Linked DNA regions of Mus musculus: regions 1 and 3 are each linked to region 2. The links are chromatin contacts, called in public Micro-C and promoter capture Hi-C maps. All regions are on one chromosome and are shown on one strand. The core of a region is the stretch at or near the end of the contact, and the rest is flanking DNA. Distances in the headings are between cores, read along the strand shown.

Region 1 (4,275 bases), core at 469-2,968, 760 kb after region 2:
TCCTAGCACTCATGGTCTACATGATCCTCGGATCCTAGCACTTCATGGTTTTCATACTGGTCTCCCAGGCATCTTGTAGAACACAGCCAAAGTTTCTGGATAGGTAAAGCCTCAATGATGACTAAGACTCAAGTACGTTTTTCTTCAAGTGTAAGATGCTTGCTCTAGAGGTCTATACATAGACAAAATGGCTTGATAGAAATGTGGCTTTCTAACTGGGAACAAATGGCAAGAGAAAACATTCTATTTCATTCAGAGCACTAGATGGAACTCTGTCTTGTTTATATCATTTTTTTCTCTTGGGGGCAAAAAGTGCATTCATTCACTACTACCTGTGGAACACAGAGAGGTTGATTCCCACTAGCTGTTGGGTGTATTTCCTCTGCTTTCTGGTTTCTTTTGTTTATTGTTTACCAGGCTCTGTGAGGTCTGTCTTTTGCGTCCTTTGTTCTTCTGCTATTGTGTGAAGCTGTCCACACTATTTGCCCTTTGCTCCTGGCTGCCTCTAAATAGCCAGATGCAAGGGAAACAGAAAAGCTACCTTTCCCATCAGCGTCATTCATATTATTCAAATATTGAATCTTTAATATGAGAAGAAGGTACGAGATTCCTTTTTGTTTCATGGAAGTCACAATCATATTTTGAAAAGACTTATGGGAAACTGGAGATAACTTTAGTGTAAATAACGAGGGAAACATCTTTAGTTTATCTCAGGTTGCTGAATCTTGGAACAAGTTTGGCCGCCTCTTCCTTGCCTCAGGAGTGCGACTTCCATTTATTTAAATGTCATTAGCTGTACACTATGTAAAGTAGAAAAAATGGCTCTGAAAGTATGTGTTGATAATATCTAGATGGAAATGCAAATGGATCACTTGGTTTGTTAGATTTATAGGTTTTGGTTCTGGTCCCAAGGGAGAATTCAATAAACTTAAACATTAAAATCAAATGCGTTGGCCATTCCATTTCAAAACTGAAGCATAACTAGCTTCTGTGTGTCCTCTGTCAATCAGCTATCATCCACCTGTCTTTCAGGTATCATCTGTCAATCACCTACTATGCATCCTCATCCAACATTTGTATCTTTTTAAAATTACAATTCTTGGAAACAGCTGAGAACAAATATTCTTGAATTTAAACTGATAGTGAAATACTACAGTGAGACTTAAAAAATTTAGATACACCCGGTGTTACAAAGTACTCAGCCAGGGTGATGCTTATTCTATGTGAATCAGTGCATAGGTAAGGGCTGCTACTTTGCTCTGATGTCCTCATTTATCACACTAATTGACATTTCAAGCTTTGACAGAGGTTGTCTGCCTGTGAAATAACATTGTTTGCTGTTTTTTTCTATAAACCGAACCTGTTTCGTAGTAGACGAAAACTCAAAATCAATGTGTTCCTTGTCAAACGCGGGAGGGTCAGTGGTGTGGTTGTTTTGTTCCCAAGCAGTTATGTAACCGCGGGGACTTGTTTCTTTGCTTTCAGACTTGGTGCAAAACACATTAAAGCTAAACAGTGGGCGGGATTCCCAAGAGCAGCCCTCACAAGTGTCCTTCTAGGTTTGGGAACCTCGGATTAGTTCCATCCTGTGTGTGTGTGTGTGTGTGTGTGTGTGTGTGTGTTTAGTTAGCTGGCAGGATACACTTCCCCAGGGTTGTGTTTCCTTTTTCCTGAGATTTGGCTAAGGGTAAAGGGTCGGAGTCACATGGATTGAAAGCATTTGATTGATGTCCAAGTCACCGCTGTGGCTGGAGCCGCCTCCCCTCGGGCTGGAGCCGCGTGAGGCCGGAGCAGCGGGCCGGGCTGGGTTCCCGCTCTCCGGGGACTGTCCCGTTCTGAGTCCAGCGCGTCCCGCGCGTCCCGCGCTCGCACCGCAGCCCGAGCACAGTCCTCTGCCCACACCCCGGCCTCCGGCCAGCATGTGAAGCTACGCGTTCCGGCTGGGACTCGGCAGAGGCGGCAACTTTGCTGGCGGCAGTGGCGGCAGTGGCGGCAGCAGGCGCGGGGCAGCGCACTTGCCCCCAGCTCCGCGCCCCGCCGGCCACCATGAGCGACGAAAGCGCCAGGGAAGTAGACAAGCAGCTTCGCCTGCGCGTGTGCGTGCTCAGCGAGCTGCAGAAGACCGAGCGCGACTACGTGGGCACGCTGGAGTTCCTGGTGTCGGTGAGTAGCCGGCCCCGCGCACGGCACCAAGTCTGGAGCATTGTCTGCGCCAGCACCCGGCATCCGTAAAGGTGACGCGGGGACCGCGGGGACTCGGGGGACAGACCTGTAGATGAACGGGTGCAGAGTGGCCAAGGCCTTGAAGAACTCGCGTGGGAGAAGTTAACCAGTGGCCATTCTGCCTGTTCCATCTGCGCTTAATTTTCTTTATCCATCTCCCAGGGCAAATTTCATTGTGTCATTTTCCTTATCCTCTTTCTTTCGGCTCATATTTTGTTTTGATTTTGTGTCTCAATTTGCTACCTTCAGGTACATGCAGTGTTTTAAAAGTCCTTGAATGTTGTGTAGCCGGAGTCGGTTATTAGATCAACAGCAGTGAAGTCCCTTTAGGTATAATCATTGAAACGTTGGATTCTGAGGGTGGAGGCGAAGGAGCAAGAGCAGCGGGGTCACCATCCCTGGCAGCTGTTGCATATTAAAGCCACATGTGTGCGCCTCCCTCACAGCTCTACAATCTTCTTTCTCCTGATTTAAATCTGCCCTCCACTTGGGTCCTAGTCTCCTGTGCACGCCGACCACTTGAAAATGGTATCATGAAACTCACCTCGAGTCGACAATTTCAGGGTTTCACAGACTGGGCAGGAGCTGTTTCCAGGTCCCAGTTTGACTCACTGGAATTCTGCCCCCAAATCATTTCATTCAGTCTCAGAGCAGAAGAGGAAAAACTGTGGGAAAATGAACTCCTGAGACATCACCTAAGGATGGAATTTTCCTCATTGCGGAAAATACAAAGAATTTACAGCCAGTTCCTGTCCATCCTGATATATTTGAGAGCGGCCTTCAGAAAAAGAGTTAAAACCCCACCCAGATCCTCCGGCCACTTTCTCCTTCATCCCAGTGTTCTATCCTGCCCCCAGCCCCAGGTTGGAAGGGAAATGTTTCAAACTCCGAACTTCCTCCTTCAGTTTCCTTCAGTCTGTAAAGTTTGTGCTAGCAGCCACCCTGTAGAAATTCACTTGGCTGTGTCAGGAAGAACAACATCTCAGGTCTCAGGAGATGCATAACACACAAGCTGGATTCTCAAATTCATTTTACCCACGCTTGGGGGCCACGTTCTTTGAGGTTCACGTGCTGGGAGAATACCCTGGTAACCAGTGATAGGTAGGATTATTGTATGTGTTCATGTAGCAGTCATTGACAAGAGCATGTTTTTAAGGAGATAAAACTTTTAATGACTTCAAATTTGACTCTCATGAAACTTTGTTGGGTGATAAGTCTTTGGATTTGAAGGGTCTGCGACATTCTTAGAAAGAGCCTTTCTGAAAATAGATGGAAACCGGGACTGCCAAGGCTAAGCTGCAGAAACAGGGAGTCTCAAAACCTAATTTGAGCTGGACTTGGTGGCGCATGCCTTTAATCCCAGCACTCGGGAGGCAGGGGCAGGCAGATTTCTGAGTTCGAGGCCAGCTTGGTCTACAAAGTGAGTTCCAGGACAGCCAGGGCTATACAGAGAAACCCTGTCTCAAAAAACAAAAACAAAAAACAAAAATCAAAACCCAACTTGTTGATCTTTATTTAAAATAATGTTCGCCTTGCACATGCGCACAGCCTGGCACATGCCCACAGTCACAGCAGAGGCAGGCGGATTTCTGAGTTTGAAGCCAACCTGGTATACTGAGTGAGCTCCAGGACAGCCAGGACTACACAGAGAATCCTTGTCTCCAAACAAACAAGCAAACAAACAAAACCAAAAAAAAAACACCGAACAAACAAACAAACAAACAACCCTAAACACACATAAGATGTTTGTTTGTTTTCCCTTTTATCTGAACACCTGATTTTTAGATTTAAAAACTCATTATTCTGTAACAATGAGACAAGAGATAATAGAAGTATAAAATCAATTGCACCTTCTTTTTAGAAATAGTATTTTGCTCATTATTTAGAAATTATGAGCTCTGCTTTTTTTCATTATGTGCAATTTATGCAAATGTACTTGCTGGTCTCAATGTCTTTCCTCCTTCTTCCTTCCCTCTCTCCCTCCCTTCCTTCCTTTTTTTGAGAAACAGCCTCATTCTGTGGCCCAGAGCTGACCTGACAGAAAACCATGCA
Region 2 (4,136 bases), core at 1,392-3,891:
TGGAAGAAAAAAAAATCAGGGGTTATTTACCATGAGACTGCATACTGAAAATTTACTTTATAGAGAGCTAAATGTAACTTTTATGAAATATGGAAAATGCCTCTTGTTAAAAACAAAAACACCCAAAAAACTTCCTGTAAACAAAGTACTCTGGTACTCGTTAAATGGCAAAAGATTTAAAGAGCACACCATCAAGAATTCCTATGCCTAAAAATGTCAGGGCTGCAGTTAAGGGAGCTACAGACTTTCTGAAGAAATGTAGAGCGGCAAGAATACCAGATGTATCTAGCAGAAGAACGCACTCACATTCACTGAGTCCACTACCCTTAACTGGACTGAGAAAGTCCAAGCACAGTAATACTGAACTGTAACAAAAGATGGACTTAAACCCCAGACTCTCATTTCGATGAGCTGCCAACATACTCATTTTAGTATTTGGAAAGAGAAAAAAAGTACATAAAAACCAGTTTACTTAAAACCTGTAAATGTGTATGCTTTAGCATACTGGAAATACTTTCTGGGTTTGGATATTTTTCAGTTGATAGAATGCTTGCCACTACAAATGAATCCCTGGGTTCCATCCTCTGCATTGCACCTCTAAAACAAGCCGTCATTTGTCTATAATCCCAGAATTCAAAATCAGAGACAGTGGTTTAGGAAAGTTCAAGTTGTCCTCAGCTACAAAGAAATATTAGGCCAGCCTGGGCTACTTGGAACCTGTCTGCATGCCCCCATGCCCCTTGCTTAAAAAAAAAAAAAAAAAAAAAAAAGGAAAAAAAATGGACACACATACTCTAACACAGCAAAGCTTAGTTCTTAAATACTAAAGCTTTAATTTGAATTTCATTTGTTTTTTTACCCTGCCAGGTTACTGAAAACCCTACAGCACACAATAATTTTAAAAGTTCTTAAAACCCTTCCTATCACTCCAATTAATAATGACTTCTTTCAGGACCCAAATATAAATTCAATTTTTGCAACTGTACAATAGTCTTCTCATTCACCTGGAAACGTGTTGTTAGTTACAATAACAAAATGGGAACTTATGACCAATGAAGGGCAAAGGAAGGAACTATTTAAGTCCACTATACTACTACATTAACAACAAAACACCACCAACAAAAAGGACCATTTTTTGGTGGATGTTAAACAAATCCAGTTGATGTTTTTCATATTACTAAGTATTGAGAAAAAAAGGAGGAAGGGCGGCTGTAACATTTGGAGTAAGTTAAATGGTAGTCTTAAGTCAAAACTTAAATGCAAAATTGTCTCTAACCTATCTGGACCCCTTACTTTAGCATAAAGTTAGTTTGTCCCCTTTCAAAAATGTTTTTCAAAAATCACTTTTAACCATTTTCATTTCTTGCAAAGTTGAGCTGCTCTGGTCCAGGGCTATAAACAAAAGGGTAAGCATCACAAATTTATCTGTGTTAAATGTTCTGGCTTCTCCCTTAACAATTCTCTTATTGATGGATGCACTAGACCTACCAAACCTACCGCAAACAAATCGTTATCTGCCTACAATGGTTTTATAGGTATTGTTTGGGATTTGCCCTGCTGTGGCTTCATTACACTAGACCTCTTCTGTCTGAACTATAAATCACAACTGAAGCTTGAGAACAGCTGCCACTGTCCAGACATGTGGCTGGTGGGTGTCATTGTCTTTCTCTTTTCTCTCATTTCACACACACCCCTTTCTGTGTTACCTAAAGTCAATTTATCTAAAGGTTCTTTCCTTCCACATTTCCACACAGACACGGCCACCGCCACCCCCTTAACCTCTAGTCTTGTTCTTCCAGGTCAGCCCAGTAGGTTACATTACTACTCTTTTTTCCTGTAGCTGGGGCAGAGAGATGGCAAACTCGAGGCACCTTTTGCAACCCCCTTTCTCGAGACTGTCAACGAGGGAACAACTTCAACCTTTCTTCCCAAAGTACCACGCCAAATCATAAAGTTATTGTAATTGCAATACGGAACCCTCCCCCACGCTCAGTCTCGTCAGATCGGCCCCACCTCAATTTCTAAGCTAATAAACAACAGCTCATCTTCTGCTCCATCACAAAGGATGACATTCTGTCCGCACCGCAGGGGCCACCAACAACCCTCCCCCCATCCCGTCCTGTGGACCACTCGAAGCCAGGTGCCTCGCGATCCGTAACCATCTCGAGTTCCAGGGGCCCCGGCTGGCCGCCTATCCTCCTCCACTCAGCCGGTGCCCCGCGTCCAGCCGAGTTGCTGTCAACTCCAGTCGGGCGGCCAGCAGGGCTCCCCGGACGAGCCGCCCGCCACGCCGCCCACCTCTCGCGGCCGGCACCCCGCGCCGCGGCCTCCTCCGGGCTCACCTAGGGCCACCTCGCACGCTTTGCGCAGCTGGGAGTGATGCGCCTTCTTCACTTCCTTGTCGGCCAGAATCTTCTCCAGGGCCCGGGTCAGGAACATGTTCTTCGTCTTCTTGCCCTCATACATGGACGCGGAGGAGGCGGCGGCGGCGGCGGTCCCGGCGGCTGGAGGGAAGGCGGAGGAGGGGGACGGGGACCGGGATGAGGACGGGGAGGGAGAAAGGCGAGGAGGTGGCGGTGGGGGCGAGGAGGCGTGGAGGGCAGCGGCGGCACCAGGAAGCGGCCGGCGACGCGGAGCGGCCGCGGGGCCGCCAAGGGCGTCGAAAGCCTCGCCACGCTCGAGGGGCCGCCGTTCGAGGGCCGCGCCCGTCCGGCCTCGGCGCCGTCGGCCCGGGGGTCGCTTCCCGGCCGCCCGCCTCACTCGTCCCTACGGCCCGGCGGCGGCGGCACTCGGCCCGGGCGGCCGTCTTCCCGGGGCCGAGGGCCTAGGTGGCGGCGCCTCACACTGCCAGCAGGCGCGAGGCTGCCCTAGCTACCGTGGGGACCAGCATCCGCCGCAGCCGCCGACTGGCCTCCATCACCGCCGACCTGCCCCGGACGCCATGTTGAGAGGAAACGACGCGTCACGCAGCGGCCGAACGGCTGCGGAGAGGAAGCGGCGGCGGCGGCGGTGCCAGCGCCAGCCCAGAGCTGCCGCGGCGCCGAGAGGCAAGGGGCGGAGGGCGGCGCGGGAGGAGCGGCCGGAGCTGCAACTCTACGGCGGCCCGGCGGGGACTCGCCGCCTCCCGCGTTCGCCTGCAGGGCAGCGTGGGGCGTGGCGGGCGTCCTGCTGCGCGGCACGGCGTGGCGCGGGGCTTCTGCTCTTGCGGGCTACTGGGATGCGTGATCGGAGCACAGGGGCGCTCCCAAGGCCGGGACGACAGGACCCCTGCCTACCGTGCACGGGCTTCCCCAACTTTCTGGACAGCCGGTCGCCGGGGAGCAAAGTTCCTCGCGGTCCTAGGGCCACAGGAACACCCGCGTCGCTCCCTCAGGCGCACCTGGTTTCCGCCTGCCACACGGGGTCTAAATTTCCTTCTCAGGTGTAGGAAATTGCTATCCTTGACCGATACTTTCAATTACTTCAAGATGGATCTCTTTTGCAAAACGTAAGCTAAAAACCACTGGGCGAAGATTCAGGAATATTTTCACTTTTTAAATCTCTCAATAGGGTAAATCAGTAAACCCTAGGTTTCATGCCCTTTTCTGATTGACACTGAAGTTAAGGTGAGTGCTTCTGACTCAGGTACCGCACAGAGCCCTCCCGTTCTCTACCTTTAATCCGGAGTTTTCAGAATGGAAAAGCTTTAAGAACAGATACTCCTGACCATACTGTGCCTGCTTTAATGCCACAGAACTCAAATTTCCGCATTGCTTCTGAGAGAAAACGTTAAGAATCCCATGAAATAAATGCAGCCGGTTTACAGGGGGTTCCATGCTATTGCGTGTCTCCAGCAACATGGGATCCCGGTTAGGATACAGCTTTTGCTTTCTTTTCCTTAGAGTGTGTTAGCTGTGGATTTATATTAATGCAGCAATCAGAATCCAAAGGTGTGAACGCTGCAAAGTGACAAGACTTGAGACGTATGAAAAGCCAAAGGAAATAAAAATGGGAAATCTGAAGGTGACATACAATTAAAATGGACAGATACATCAAAATGTGGTTGTCCTGAGAAATCTACAAATCCATTACCTTCATCTTAAACACTAAAATCTTCGAAATTAGAGATTCATTTTGCTCCTACATCAAATATAATG
Region 3 (3,807 bases), core at 29-2,528, 530 kb before region 2:
TTATGTTGATATCTGCAGAACCAACCTACATATAGAAGAATATATGAATAAAGCCAAGTATTTTATGCGTAGTTATTTTAAATCAAACTCTGCAATGAATGACTCTCAGTACTAAATTTCAGCTCAGGGAATATGACTCTTAGATTTTGAAGCTGTGTATCTAGATAAATGGAAATTCTGAGAAATACTTTTCAGGTTTCCTTAATACTGAAAATCGAGACACTAGATTTTTTTGTCATCTGATTATGCCACACAATTTAGGAGTAGCTATTACAATAGCATAAAATAAAAGTTAGGTGCATAAAGACATCCTAGCACATCTTTCTACAACAACAACATTGTGTCCTACTTGTTACAATGCCGATACAATCAGAATCAAACATGAATACTTGAGATACAAAGTAACTAAGACACATTGGTTTAGGATCAAGTTTACTCGATAGTAACAACGTAACAATGTCCTCAGAAGATACTAAGAAAAAGAAAAGCTCAGAAGAGCAGTGCGCACAAGGGAGATTTAGCGAATTCCCTTCTCAAGATTTCCCAGAACCGTGCCCGCCCAGGTTTGTCAAGGAGATCTGTTTTGATTTGGCACGATTAAGTCAGAGGAGAGAACCCCATTTCAAGTCATCCAGGCAAACACAACCGCTTCCCCTGGCGTGGCGTATCCCCTGACAGTGGGCAAACTTACCTGGCAAGAAACCTCCCTGAAAGTGGCTGTGAGAAGTTAGAAGTCTGGGCGTGAGCTGTGGGAGAATCCGTCAATGCAGCAACCTGAGCATTTGTTAGAGAGAGTCCTACACACAGTCGTCTAATAATGATGGAGTCTAATAATGATAGATGCTCTCAGGCCAGCGCGGCCGAAGCGGGTGTGGGACACCCACCGAACAGGAAAACCTATGCCCCCCAGGCTCGAGAGGGCCTAAGTGGGGACCAGCAGGAAAGGACAGAGAGCAAGAGTCGAGACAGGGCCGCTAGGCCGGGTCCGAGGGGATGGCACCCACCTGCGCGACCTCTTCGCCATCCTTCAAGTACCGCATAGGCGCGGGCTGGGCGGGGACGCGGGGTCAGCCTCCTCCAGCCTGGGGCCAATGCTCCCTCTCCGAGACCCACCCGCCGCTTCCCCAACTCCTTCCCTCAGGTGACCGAGAGCGGAAAGCAGGCCCGGTCAGGTCAGGGCCAGGCGGGACTGAGGGACAGAGGGGCGGACCAAGACCCACTGCTCCTAGCCGCGGCCGGGCCCGGCCAGGGATGCCCTGGACATGTCAGGAGGCGTGCTCCCGCCCGCCGCCGCCCCGCCCGCCGCCGCCGCCTCCGCCTCAGAGCTGCCGGCCCTGCGCCGCTCCGTCACGGGCGCCGACCCCCGCCCTCTCCCCGCAGCGAGCAGCACTGCAGCACTCGCAGCCTCCTGCAGGGTTTTGTCCGCACCGCCGAATCTCGCGCCCAGCCTCCCTCAAGAGCCGCCGTTTGAATCTGCGCACGCGGCCCCGAACCTCATTGGCTGGGGCGGCCGCGCGCAGGGGGGCGGGGGCGGGGCGGCGAGGGCGCGCGCGGCAGAGGGCGGGGCCGGCGGGGCTAGAAGCCAGGATTGGAACTCGCGGGAGTCCCGGAGCGCCGTGGAGCCGGGGGAGGGGCGGGGCGGGATGGGGGAGGCGCGAGGCCGGTTCACGGGCCGAGGTGACAGGACACGGAACGCGGGGTGAGCCACCCAGTGGGGCGCGGAGATTGCTGGGAAGGCGAGTTTCTGCGCCCCGGGTGTGTGCCGGAAGAGGCGCCGGGGCCGATCCAGCCGCCGCCACCTCCGGAGGGGTGCGGAGCGTGCCTCTGGGGCGGGGACAGTCGGGGTCCTGGGCAGGGGAGGACCTCGCGGGCGCTAGTTCGCGCTGTGAGTCTCGCCACTTAAGGGCGCGGTCATCTACTTAACCTTCTAGCCAGGAAACTTGCGCGGCCGTTATTTTCTTAAGCATGTGTGAGTTAGTTCTGCGCCGAAAGGACAAGGAAACTGGCCAAGACCCTGTTGTTGTGTCTTTTGTTTTCCCCAGAGATGAATAAAAGTGTGATAAGTGGGGAGTTGTTATCTCGAGGCTTGCGTGGAACGGGAAAAGGTTGATAGTGCTCCAGAAGCTCAACCTCGTACTCCGTCTACAAAGGGGGCGGGATGCTCTTCGCGGGGAACCCAGAGTCCCGGAGGTGCGCCTGAAAGCTGGAGTAACTGAAATCTTGCATAGGGGAAGGGGCCTCTTACAGTTGCAACTTCTCAACAGTTACACGGTTAAAGAAGCATACAAGGAGATTATTAACTACAGTAGCGATTAGACACGGCGAAGAGCCCAAATTTGCAAGACACCATGCTCTACTGCATAGAGTGATGAACCACAGATCAATGTTGTTACAAACTGACATTTTTTGCTATTTTGAAACTGTACGCATCGTCTTTTGCAAATCAGAGATACAGGTGCAAATACAAATCAAGATGAGCTTGCAATTCAAAACAACCAGGTAGATACACACTCGCTTTTAAAAAAAAAATAACTTCCTTTTTCTCAAGATATATTTTGGGAAGGAAAAGCACTTTTAAATTATTTTCTGAGTTCCATAGTAGCTTCTAAAGAGAGAGACTAATTTAGAAATTAATATTTTTGAGACAAGGTGTTGTTATGTACCCCAGGCTGATCTTGAACTCAGTATAGAGCCCAGACTTTCTTCATGATCTACCTTAGCTTCACCAGGGCTACATGATGGAATGCTCCTCCTAGTCTTCAAATGTCATTTGGAAGCATATTTACTCTTGGGTATGCATTGTTCCATTTTTATTCTAACAGGAAGCAAAACTGATATTCTTAGGTTATGATCAGCTTTATACAAACAACCGTTTTAGAACTTGAAGGTAAGTGCATCAGATTTTTAAGTAAAATTTATTCTCATTGTTTTATATAGGGAAACGTCCTCCCAAAGATAGTATTACAGAATACTTTGAGACAAGGTGGTGTTATGTACTCAAGGCTGACCAGATCTCCAGAGCGCCTACAGCAGATGATGGCAGATAAAGAAGAACACTTGAAGTTCTCTGGCCAGCTGGACTGCTTTATGTAGTGCTGAACAAGACTCTGATGTTGGGGGAGAGTTTTGTATGCTGTGTATTCAGATGCTGCTACTGTGCCCTGAGATCTGAGAGTTAGCATTGTCATTATTATTGAAGCATTTCCTGTGTATTGTTCCCCGCCACTTCTGATTGGTTGATGAAGAGCTGATCGGGCTATAATTGGGAGGAGAGTGAAGGTAGGACTTCCAATCCCATTGAGGGAGTCCCAGGTGGAGGTATCCAGACAAGAGAATGACCTTGTGGACACAGATGGAGAGGAGCAGCCAGGAGAGCCTAAAATGGCAAGTAATGGGTCATGTGGCTGTGTAGTAGGCAGCACAGTCGGTTAGAATAGATGGATATATACTCAGCTGTAGTACTTGAAACTTATTAATAAATATACCAGGTCCCTGTGTCATTATTTCAGAACAAGAGCAAGCATAGAAAAGCCCAGTACTTTTACAGTCTTACAGAGTAGAAGGCAAGGATCAACACCCAATGTTTTTATACTCTGACCTCCATATTTGAAGTGTAGCATATATGCATGCTCACATGAACTCACATACACACAATATAACATTCAGAGAGGTTTTACACTCTCAAAATTCAATGAGAGGAATAAAAACAATTAAAGTCTACAAAAGATGACTACTTTGCCAAAAACAAAAGATATAAAAGCGAGCTGAATGTGGTGGTTTACATTGTAATCCAGTAGTATCCAGCAG

What was found. Promoter capture Hi-C pulls out the DNA fragments that hold promoters and counts their contacts. Hi-C and Micro-C count contacts between places; a contact is called where the count stands out from the background.
Region 1: a contact with region 2 is called in a promoter capture Hi-C map of hippocampal neurons, with 4 times the contacts expected there. The contact joins the promoter of Prex2 here to the promoter of Arfgef1 in region 2. A contact is called at or near these places in 2 of 39 promoter capture datasets (cranial neural crest and hippocampal neurons) and 2 of 115 datasets of contacts at active chromatin or transcription factors (astrocytes and stem cell-derived neural progenitor cells).
Region 3: a contact with region 2 is called in a Micro-C map of embryonic stem cells, with 8 times the contacts expected there. The contact joins the promoter of Mybl1 here to the promoter of Arfgef1 in region 2. A contact is called at or near these places in 5 of 39 promoter capture datasets (the 3T3-L1 cell line, the C10 cell line, the HPC-7 cell line and 2 more), 8 of 484 Hi-C or Micro-C datasets (CD4 T cells, CD8 T cells, embryonic stem cells and 3 more), 4 of 115 datasets of contacts at active chromatin or transcription factors (bone marrow-derived macrophages, effector CD8 T cells, memory CD8 T cells and 1 more) and 2 of 9 other capture datasets (adipose tissue and liver).

The regions. Positions count from the first base shown.
Region 1 is chr1:10,991,747-10,996,021 of GRCm38.p6, forward strand. It overlaps Prex2 (phosphatidylinositol-3,4,5-trisphosphate-dependent Rac exchange factor 2), which reads left to right and starts at 1,719. Exons shown (of 40, transcript NM_029525.1): 1 at 1,719-2,163. The coding sequence starts at 2,047.
Region 2 is chr1:10,230,029-10,234,164 of GRCm38.p6, forward strand. Arfgef1 (ADP-ribosylation factor guanine nucleotide-exchange factor 1(brefeldin A-inhibited)) reads right to left here and starts at 2,642. Exons shown (of 38, transcript NM_001102430.1): 1 at 2,343-2,642. The coding sequence starts at 2,466.
Region 3 is chr1:9,698,931-9,702,737 of GRCm38.p6, forward strand. Mybl1 (myeloblastosis oncogene-like 1) reads right to left here and starts at 1,279. Exons shown (of 15, transcript NM_001290397.1): 1 at 1,005-1,279. The coding sequence starts at 1,024.